2 separate regions of the Mus musculus genome follow, and region 1 is linked to region 2. The links are chromatin contacts, called in public Hi-C maps. All regions are on one chromosome and are shown on one strand. Each heading gives the region's core, a stretch centred on a gene start, on an enhancer-like site or on the middle of the called end of the contact. The rest is flanking DNA. Distances are from core to core; before and after follow the strand shown.

The links. A called contact is a pair of places that touch in the nucleus more often than the background predicts.
Region 1: a Hi-C map of CD8 T cells shows a contact between it and region 2, with 2.8 times the contacts expected there. The contact joins two enhancer-like sites. A contact is called at or near these places in 9 of 39 promoter capture datasets (cranial neural crest, frontonasal cranial neural crest, hematopoietic stem and progenitor cells and 5 more) and 7 of 484 Hi-C or Micro-C datasets (B cells, CD4 T cells, CD8 T cells and 4 more).

Annotation. Positions count from the first base shown.
Region 1 is chr9:115,701,178-115,705,757 of GRCm38.p6, forward strand. No RefSeq gene overlaps it. Among named protein-coding and RNA genes, the nearest start is that of D330037F02Rik, 38 kb to the left of the region's middle. Within about 2 kb of position 3,299, at least 20 of the 459 cell types and tissues checked have an H3K27ac peak or open chromatin away from gene starts, as enhancers often do. A contact at or near this core is called in CD8 T cells, where this site is marked.
Region 2 is chr9:115,384,281-115,389,077 of GRCm38.p6, forward strand. No RefSeq gene overlaps it. Among named protein-coding and RNA genes, the nearest start is that of Mir467h, 4.9 kb to the left of the region's middle. Within about 2 kb of position 3,406, at least 59 of the 459 cell types and tissues checked have an H3K27ac peak or open chromatin away from gene starts, as enhancers often do. A contact at or near this core is called in CD8 T cells, where this site is marked.

The DNA.
Region 1 (4,580 bases), core at 2,049-4,548, 320 kb after region 2:
CGGTTTTCGGAAGAGCTCTGGAAACTCTGAGTTCCTCACCTCCACAGTGGGGCTGACACCCGTTAAGACTTTCAGTTCCAGCCAACCTCAGCTCTCACATACACTTCAAAGGCCAGGAGCCCTCTGAATTGGCTCCAGACTGGGCAAAGCCTACTGGTGAGGTTCCCTGTGTCCCCCTTGGCTGCGGGTTCATGGCACTGTCTGCAACCTCAGATTTCTGCACTTGGAAAGGGGGTCACAGTGACAAGCATCAAGATAAACCCCACAACAGGACACAAAGAAACAGGGCACAACAGGATCCTAGTTGTGTCATGGGATGTGAGGTCTTCTTGCTTCTAGATTTTCTTTTCTTTAAGAGGGCTGTCTAGATGCTTTTCTGTTTCTTGTTGCCAGCTACAGTTCCAACTGTAAATATATGCAAAGCACATCACCCTGAGGCCAGCCTAAGTGGGCCACTGCTGCAGTGGATAACCGCAGCAGCCTCTCCAGACGGTGGCTGGTGTGAACTTGACTATGCTCAGCAAAACCTACTGGGTGGATACATAGATGGTTTACTTCAGTTCTTTTACAGGGCCAGGTCCTCTTTCCTGGGATGAAGGTTAGAGTCCCAGCTGAGAGAAACTGAGAATCCTACAAGAGCAGAGACCACCAGAGCTGAGCAGTAAGACATGGGCCCACGTTCCCAGCATTGTCGAACTGGAGGCCAGAAAATCAGGAGTTCAAGGTCATCCTTGGCTACACTATGAATTTGAGGCCAGTCTGGGCTGCACGAGTCTGTTTCAATAAACAGGGGCCTAAGGACAGAATGACACATGATACTTTCAGTTTCTCCCCCCCCCCAAGCAAAGTTGCAGCCTATGGAACATGTTTGAGCATCTATAAATGGGCCCGGAGAACACCGATAGGAAATTGTGATTGGTTAAACCACCCCACCCCCAGGATATTTAATATTGGTCCCGAGGCTTTGAGAGAACAACTTGAATAAAACTCAGTGGGGGTGAGGGGCAGGGAATGGGGCTTACTGTTCCCTCACGTGTAATCAATGGTGCAGCTCCCGTGAGTGAGAGTTTACATGCAGAGCTGCGGCGGAGGACTTCGCTGTATTTTCTGGGTGAGAAATGGCTGTGCTCATCCCGTCCAGTGGAAAAGGATGATTGTGTGTGTTCTGTTGTCTTCTAATAGTCATTCCGTCAATAAAGCATCATTTCCGTCTTTTGAGGGGAGCTGGAGTGCCGGCATCTATTTCTGAATAAAAGAGGGATGCACAAAAGCTTTCCAGGTAAAAATCCTCCACACACCTAAATATGGAGAGCAGTATTTCCAAATTTATCTTTGTTTAAACATATTCACTTTATATCTCTCTCATGGCCCCCTCCCAGTCACCCTCTCTCACAATCCTTCTCCCATGCCCCCTCCCCTCCTCCTCTGAGTGGGTGGGGGTCCCCCTGTGTATTCCCCCACCCTGGCACATCAAGTCTCTGTGAGGCTAGGTGCATCCTCTCCCACTGAGGCCAGACAAGGCAGCCCAGCTAGAAGAACATATCCCACAGACAGGCAGCAGTTTTTTAGATAGCTCCTGCTCCAGTTGTTTGAGACCCACATGAATACCAAGCTGCATATATGCTGCATATGTATGGGGAGGCCTAGGTCCAGCCTGTCTATGTTCTTTGGTTGGTGGTTCAGTCTCTAAGAGCCCCAAGGGTCCAGGTTAATTGACTCTGTTGGTCTTCCTGTGGAGTTCCTATCTCCGTAGAGGCTGCAATCCTTCCTCCTATTCTCCCCTAAGAGTCTCCAAGCTCCATCCACTGTTTGGCTGTGTGTGCATCTGTCTGAGTCAGCTGCTGGGTGGAGCCTCTCAGTGGACAGCTGTGCTAGATTCCTGTCTACAAGCACAACAGAGTATCATTAATAGTGTCAGGGATTGGTGCTTGCTCTTAAGATAGGTCTCAAGTTGGGCCTGTTATTGGTTGACCACTTCAACCTCTGCTCCATCCTTTGTTCCTGCATTTCTTGTAACTAGATTAAATTTGGGGTTGAAAGTTTTGTGGATGGGTTGTGTCCCTATAGCTCCACTGGATGGAACTTGAGAATATCATCCTGAGTGAGGTGAACCAGACCCTAAAGGACATCAATAGTATGTACTTTACTTATAAGTGGACATTAGCCATAAAGTACAGGATACCCATGCTATACTTCACAGACCCAAGGAAGCTAAACAAAAAGGAAGACTCAAATAAGGATGCTGGAAACTCACTTAGAAGGGGGATAAAATAGTCATAAGAGGCAGATGGAAAGAGGGAACAGTGTGGGAGAGGGAATGGGAAGGGGGATGGGGGGTTGAGATCAGGTGTGGGGTGAGACAGGAGAGATGACCATGAGAAGATCATGAGAATGGATGGAAATCTGCCACTGACAGGGGTGGGGGTGGGAAGCATCTCCAGGGCAAGACAGAGATCTGGGATAAGAGATGAGCCCAAGAATCAATGGGGGGTGACCTTAGCCATGACTCATAGCATTGGGGATATGGAACCTGAAGAGGGTACCTCCTGTAGCCAGGCAGCAACCAAATCTCTCTCTCTATGGACAGTAGCCAACAGAAGACTAGGGCAAAGCTCTGTGCTAGTTAAAAGAAGCAGACGAAATCCTGAATGAGACTGGCCCTCACTTGGCTCCTGCTCACACTGCAGTAGATTGATTTCGAGGACAACAGAAGCCCTCTTTCGGGCAAAGAACCACTGGTGTTCACAGGTGACATCATCGCTCCACCCCTCAAAGGTAGAGTCTGAAGACTGCAGTTCAATCCTTCAACACTCTGTTGAGAGATGCCCCGCCCCCTGCCCTAGATACCTTTGCCACTTCAATCATTCGTGGCTAACAGTGATCTGAACATATTACTCTTGTCTTGACTGTTTCAGGAGAAGGGTAAGAAAAAGACCGCATTCACATAGCATCATCACAGAATGCTATTATAAATGTTTTATTTTATTGCTATTTATTGCTGGTGTCAATCTGTGTCTAATTAAATGCTCTCATTGGTAAATATGTATAGAAAAAAAACCCAATATACACAGGGTTGGGTACTACAGGCAATGGCGTACACTAGAATTGGGGTTCATCCCTCTTATCGATGTGGTGGACTGCTGTATCCAGTCAAGGATATAGTACAGTGAATGGGTACCAGCAGCCAGCTGTTTCCCAGCTCTTGGGATGCTTGCTGTTGGAATCCAGGCTGTAAGGAGGCTCATCTGCCCCTGCCTGGGCTGTGGAGATGCCATCTAGTGGAGTACAGGCGAACTGTTCCCGTCCAGACCTGACCAAATGCCCGATTAGTTAGCAGAACGTGATTGTTGTTTGACAGTGAAGTGTTACTTGAAACGATTATCACGAGTTGGTTTGCTGCTTAGAAACAACCAGCTGCAGTATTGCCCTGAATAGAATATGGAGGAAGGGAAGCCAAGCTAATGTCGATCCCATGGAAAGGCGCTGGGAGAGATTGGAAGACGTCAACCTGTGAAGTGTTTGTCCCACGAGAAGAGTGTGAGCACAATCTCCTGACCTGTGTAAAACATGTCCCTGACCTGTGTAAAACATGTCCCTGACCTGTGTAAAACATGTTCCTGACCTGTGTAAAACATGTTCCTGACCTGTGTAAAACATGTCAATTGTGGTAGCACGTGCTTGCAACCCCAGGGCTGGAGGGGTCGAGACAAGGCAGCTCCCTGGGACTCGCTGGCTGCCAACCCTGGCCTCCCTGGCAAATTCCAGGCAGTTAAGAGACCCTGTCTCCAAGAAAAGAGACTGCGATGGTACCTGAGGAGCAACAGCTAAGGTTGACTTCTGGTTCACACACACATATACACACACACACATGAAAACATACAACATATACACACAGAGGTCTTGGGGACTTCTCTTTGCTCTTGCTTTGACATTATTGGAGGGTGGAAGATGTGTGGCCCACCTGCTCATTGATCCAGGCAACACTCACCTGGATACTAGAGGCCATCCTAGACCAACCGGCCTCCCCTCTCCTGATCACTAATGTATGGGCAAGCTGGTTAGGAACATCAGTCTAACCCAGACTAGAGCATCTTGGGTGTTCATCCAACTGGAATAGTGCTGGTCTCTGTCATTGCTGGGATGTGGAGAGACAAGAGGCAATGCCAGCACGCCCAATTTCTACCGCCTTATAACAAGTTAGGAAAATAACTGTCAAGCATCATGCATGACTGCTAGGGAGCTAGCACTAATGACTCTGACACATGTATAAAGAAAGGTCACATGTTAAGAAAAAATATTTTACGGTAGTACACTTAAGTGATGAATGAAAATAACTATGGACACAAGAGTAACATTTTGAAATAGAAGATATGGGGCAGGAGAGGTGGTGGCTTGGTCAGTAAAGAGTCTGCTGTATAAGCACAAGAGCGAGAGTTAGATCCGCAGAACCCATGTAAACATGATAGTCTCGGAGATGCAGGGAGCTCCGGGGAGATGCACGGAGACACAGCTCCCTGGGACTTGCTCACTGATAGTCTAGACTCTCCAAGTTGATGAGCTCCAAGCCAGCAGGAGAATCT
Region 2 (4,797 bases), core at 2,156-4,655:
GGCTGGGCTCAGCACAGACAGTTGTTCTGGGCTCTTCTCCCTCTTTGCTTTCATTCAAAGAAGACTCCATTGTAACAATCTTCCCTTTCTACTATTATTCTGTTGAGTGTGGTGTATCTGAAATTTGATTTGTGTGCAAGTGGGTGTGCTTGCCTGTGGGTGTCAGAGTACAACCCCAGCTGTTGTTCCTCAGGCAACTTCTACTATTTCTTGCTATAGGGTCCCTCAGTGGTTTGGATATTTGTCAAGTAGGCTAGGCTATCTGGCTAGTGATCTCCAGGGACCTATCTGTCTCTGCCTCCCATCTCACCATTGCCAAGGTTACAAAGCAAGCTTTGCCTTGCCAGGTTTTTATGTGTGTTCTGGGGATTGAACTCAGGTCCTCTTGGGATGTGTTTTAGTTTGTTTTCTGTGGCTGTGATAAACATCGAGACCAGAAGGAACTTGGGGAGGAAAGAGTTTGTTTTAGCTTACAGCTTATAGTCCATCACTGAGACAAACAGAAAAGGCAGGAGCATGAAGCAGAAGCCAGCGAGGAACACTGGTTACTGGGTTGCTCTCCCATGCTCTTTGCTAGTTTCTTTACCTAGCTCAGGCCCACAGGCCTAGGGATGGTGCCACCCATAGTGGGCTCGGCCCTCCCACCTCAATTAGCAGTCCAGAAAATGTTCTTAGTCTAATCTGAGGGACAACTCTTAGATTGAAGTTCTCTTTTCCCAGGGGTGTAAAACTAATAAGATCAGCCATCACACCAGGCAAGGGTTTTGCTCACTATGGAGCCATCTCTCTAGTCCTAGAATCATCCTGATTGTGTCATTTAGTTCGATGTCACTGGACCCTGAGAAGTGATACTTTTCTCCACAGGAAGAAGATGCACTGATGTCACTGGGTGACTTTTGGTTTTCTGTTTTCTAAAGGACCTTGGCCATAGTAGGTGCTCAGAGGATGGGGTGGGCTAGCTGCTTCTGTTACCACGGTCATTCTTGGTGCTACTGCCTTCTCACCCTCCGTGGTGATGTGGATGTGGTCATTAATCTCAATTCCACCTGGGTTTGCTCAGTGGTTGTGGGCTTGCTCTATAGAAGGTCCAGGATTCCTGCTGAGTTCCTTTAGAGTTCTAGAAATCAATATACTCTCAGCCAACAGGCTGCAGGGAGCCACTGAGGGCAAATTAATCACAGTGTGTATGTAGGTATATTTTAGTTAATTTTCTGTTGTTGCTGTGTGAATGATATTAATTTATGTATTATATGTATCATATGTTTATGTATATTTTAATTTTCTGTTGTTGTGTGTGTAATATTATTTCATGTAATATATGTATCATGTGTGTATTATGTATATTTTAGCTAATTTTCTGTTGCTGTTTGCATGTATAATATTATTTCCTGTGATATATGTACCATGTATGTCTATTTTAGTTACTTTTCTGTTGCTCTGATAAAACAACGTCACCAAGGCAAGTGTTAGAGGGAAGTATTTTGGCTTCTGGTTCCAGCTGGAGCAGGGTCCATGACGGTGAAGAGAGGCAGGGCATAAGTAACAGGAATGGCAGGAGAACGAGAAGCCGAGAGCTCACACCTTAAGCCGTAGGTAAGAAGCCTAAAGAGTACATTAGAAGTAGGGCAAGTGAAGACCCTGAGCCCCTCCCCACCGACACACTACCTCCTAGCCTCCCCATGCCCACCGACACACTTCCTCCTAGGCTCCCCCAAATAGCGCTACCAACTGGGGAGCAAAAATTCAAATGCCCAAGACCATGGGGGACAGTCCTCAAGTTACCACTCTGTGTGTGTGTGTGTTTATATGTCTATGTGTGGTGCTTATGTCTCTGTGTGTGTGTGTGTGTATGTTATGTGTATGTGTATGTATGTTATGTCTATGTGTATGTGTGTGCATGTCTATGTGTATGTCTATGTGCGTGTATATGTATGTTATGCCTATGTCTATGTGTGTGTCTATGTGTGTATATGTATGTCTATGTATATGTGTATGTGTGTGTGTGAACAAGTGTACATATTTTTCTCCAGATAGGGGTTCATTATAGCTTAGGCTGGTCTCTTGAATTTCTGGCCCTCCTACCTTCACCTCCAGGGTACTGGGATTACAGATGTGCATCATTATACACTATTTATGCCAGGGACTGAGCCCAGGACTCTGCATGTTAGTCAAGTACTCTATCAACTGAGCTGTATCTCCTGCTGATTCTGATGGGCTCAGACAGTTCTAATCAAACTAGAATAGGAACAGGGATTTGGCAGGCAGAGCAATAAACCAGAAAGCTTGCTGCGAGAGGTTGAGCACATTGCTTAGTAGGAGAGTGCTCGCTTAGCATGTAGGAGGCTGTGGGTTCAAGTGCCAAAGCTACACATACATGTCAAAGGAAATATAAACCACTTGTGAAATACCTGGACTTCCTATCGCTGGCCTCACTCCTGTCCTAAGGCAGATGTGATGCTGTGGCTTGTGTGGCGTAGCTCTCTGTGTGACCATGCTTTACTCTCTGTCCATGTCTGCCCCATGCACCCACCTCCATTCCTTCTTCACTTTCATATGAGCTCAACAGACTTTTCATAGCTCCTAAAATCCTTTAGCACATAGCATCAAGAGGAAGAGGTTTCGGACTTAATTGACCTTGGAAATACCATCATTACATTTAATTGTCTTGGACTTGGGGGAACGGATAGAGTTCCTGTCCATAGCGTGCAGGTCCAGGTGCTTGCTCCTCATCTAAGGCTCAGCCTAAAGTGAACCTCACATCTCCGGGATGGAGATGCAACTGTTCTCTCTCCAATGACAAAGTCCTAGTATGTTTCCTTTGCCCACATTATGAGGTTGGCATCTGTCGAAGGTAGTGGCTTTGCAAAGGAGAAGGGATTTCACTTACTATTTTGGATTGTGAGTGTGCGTGCGCGCACGTGCGCACACATGCAGATCAAACATCGGCACTGAGAACCTTCCCTTGTCACTCCATCTTAATTTCTGAGGCAGTGTCTCTCACTGGACCTAGAGCTTACCGATTCAGCAAGACTGCCCAGCTAATGGGTCCTAGGGTTCCTTCTGTCTCTACTTCCCCAGCGCTGGGATGACAGGTTTCCTTCCCATCATCTGGCTTTCCACATGGGTTCTGGGTCATGCGGGCATGGCAAGCGCTACCAAACGCAGCCGCCTCCTCAGCTGCCTACAGTAGATATATGACTTCTTTGGAAACGTGTCGTGTGACTAAAGCTAGCAACCCTGCACTTCCATTTTTGCAGAGTTGTGGCTTCACCCTATGCATGGCTAAACCTTTGATTCAGCTTTGCCACTCCCTGGACAGCTTCCCGCACTCATGGTGCCTGTCTGGCGTCCACAGTCATTTCAGTGTGTGGCCTTATTATAGCAGCGAATGCTCTGTGGTTTCTCTTTGAACCCCGTCACCCTGGTTCCCTGAAACAGACCTCAGCTCAGGCTTGTGTACAGAGGTGGCAGGAAGTGTGCGAGCTGCGATGAAATAGCTTGGGTCATCCCGTTCACGGGGTCTCCTCATTCGCTAACTGATCCCATCCTTCATTCCTCTCGCCTACTTTCTGCTACTGTCCTTTGCTTTCTTTAAATAGACACCATGAAAAATTCAGACAGTGTACTGACAGACGAGTGAGGGCTGGCCTTGGTCCGAGGAGTTTCTTTTGGCTGTGCACAGCAGTTGGTACAGAGAGATTCATTACTGGCCACAGTGCTGAGCATAGCTAACTGTTGAGAGCTTTGCCCCAGATCAGACATCTTTACCACACCCTTCAAGATTCAGGGAATGTTGTGGAAGATGGGGCAGAGAGAATGTAAGAGTTGGAGGATGGGATTGCTTCCAAACGGCATCTTCTGGACACGACGCAACTGCTGTGTGTGAACTTGCCGCGCGCATGCGCAAGACCTGCATGAGCGTGAGCTCATCAACGTTCTGTCATGAAGGGGGAGGGGCTCACGAGAACTCATTCCTAGCCGAGGAACTACCTGATGACTGATGTTTACCGGGGTTGGGGAGTCATTTTTTTCTTTAGTGATATAGCCATTGATAAGTCACCTGCTCTTCAGCAAATACCCCTAACTCATGGAAACAGCTCTAATTAAACTCAGGGCACCATCTAATCAAATTCTTCCCTGAAGTCACCGTGTACGCCCCTCCCCCCCACCCCTTTCTTTATTACTACTCAAGATAGCCTACGTATATGTAGGCAGGCTAATAGCCATCTCGTGCTATGCTGTCCCAGATGGTGCAGCACGCAGACTGCTCTGTACCAGTCCCTTAGGATCTAGCTCGCAAATGATGCCCCCGCACGGTACATCTGCCTCATTCTGAGGCCTGCGGAGCACTTTGCCTCTCTGATGCACTCTGACTTGTTTGAGCTTAACTGATGTGCCCAGAGGTTGCTTCTGAACGGCTGTGAGAACAAACAGTGCTGTGCAGAATATTCTTGCATGCATCCAGGAAGGGGAGAACGCGCCCGCGTATCTGCTGCACGGAGTTGGAGAAGTCGGACTGTCTGTTTAGAAGGAAAGCCATAGAAGCTGGGGCCAGCTTGTACAAACGCGGAGGGACTTGATCTATGTCTCCTCTTAGGCTCAAGAGCAATGCTGGCTTGGCCACAGCAGGAGCGTTTACCTCATGGAGCGCTGTCAATAGCAAGGACTGGGGCTTCACCCTCTGTATTAGTAAACTTTTTGTTTCCATGATAAAGAAGAGAGAAGAAAAGAAAAGAAAACCATGACCAAAGCCACCTCCAGAATGGAGGATGTATTTGAGACCATGGTTCCAGAGGG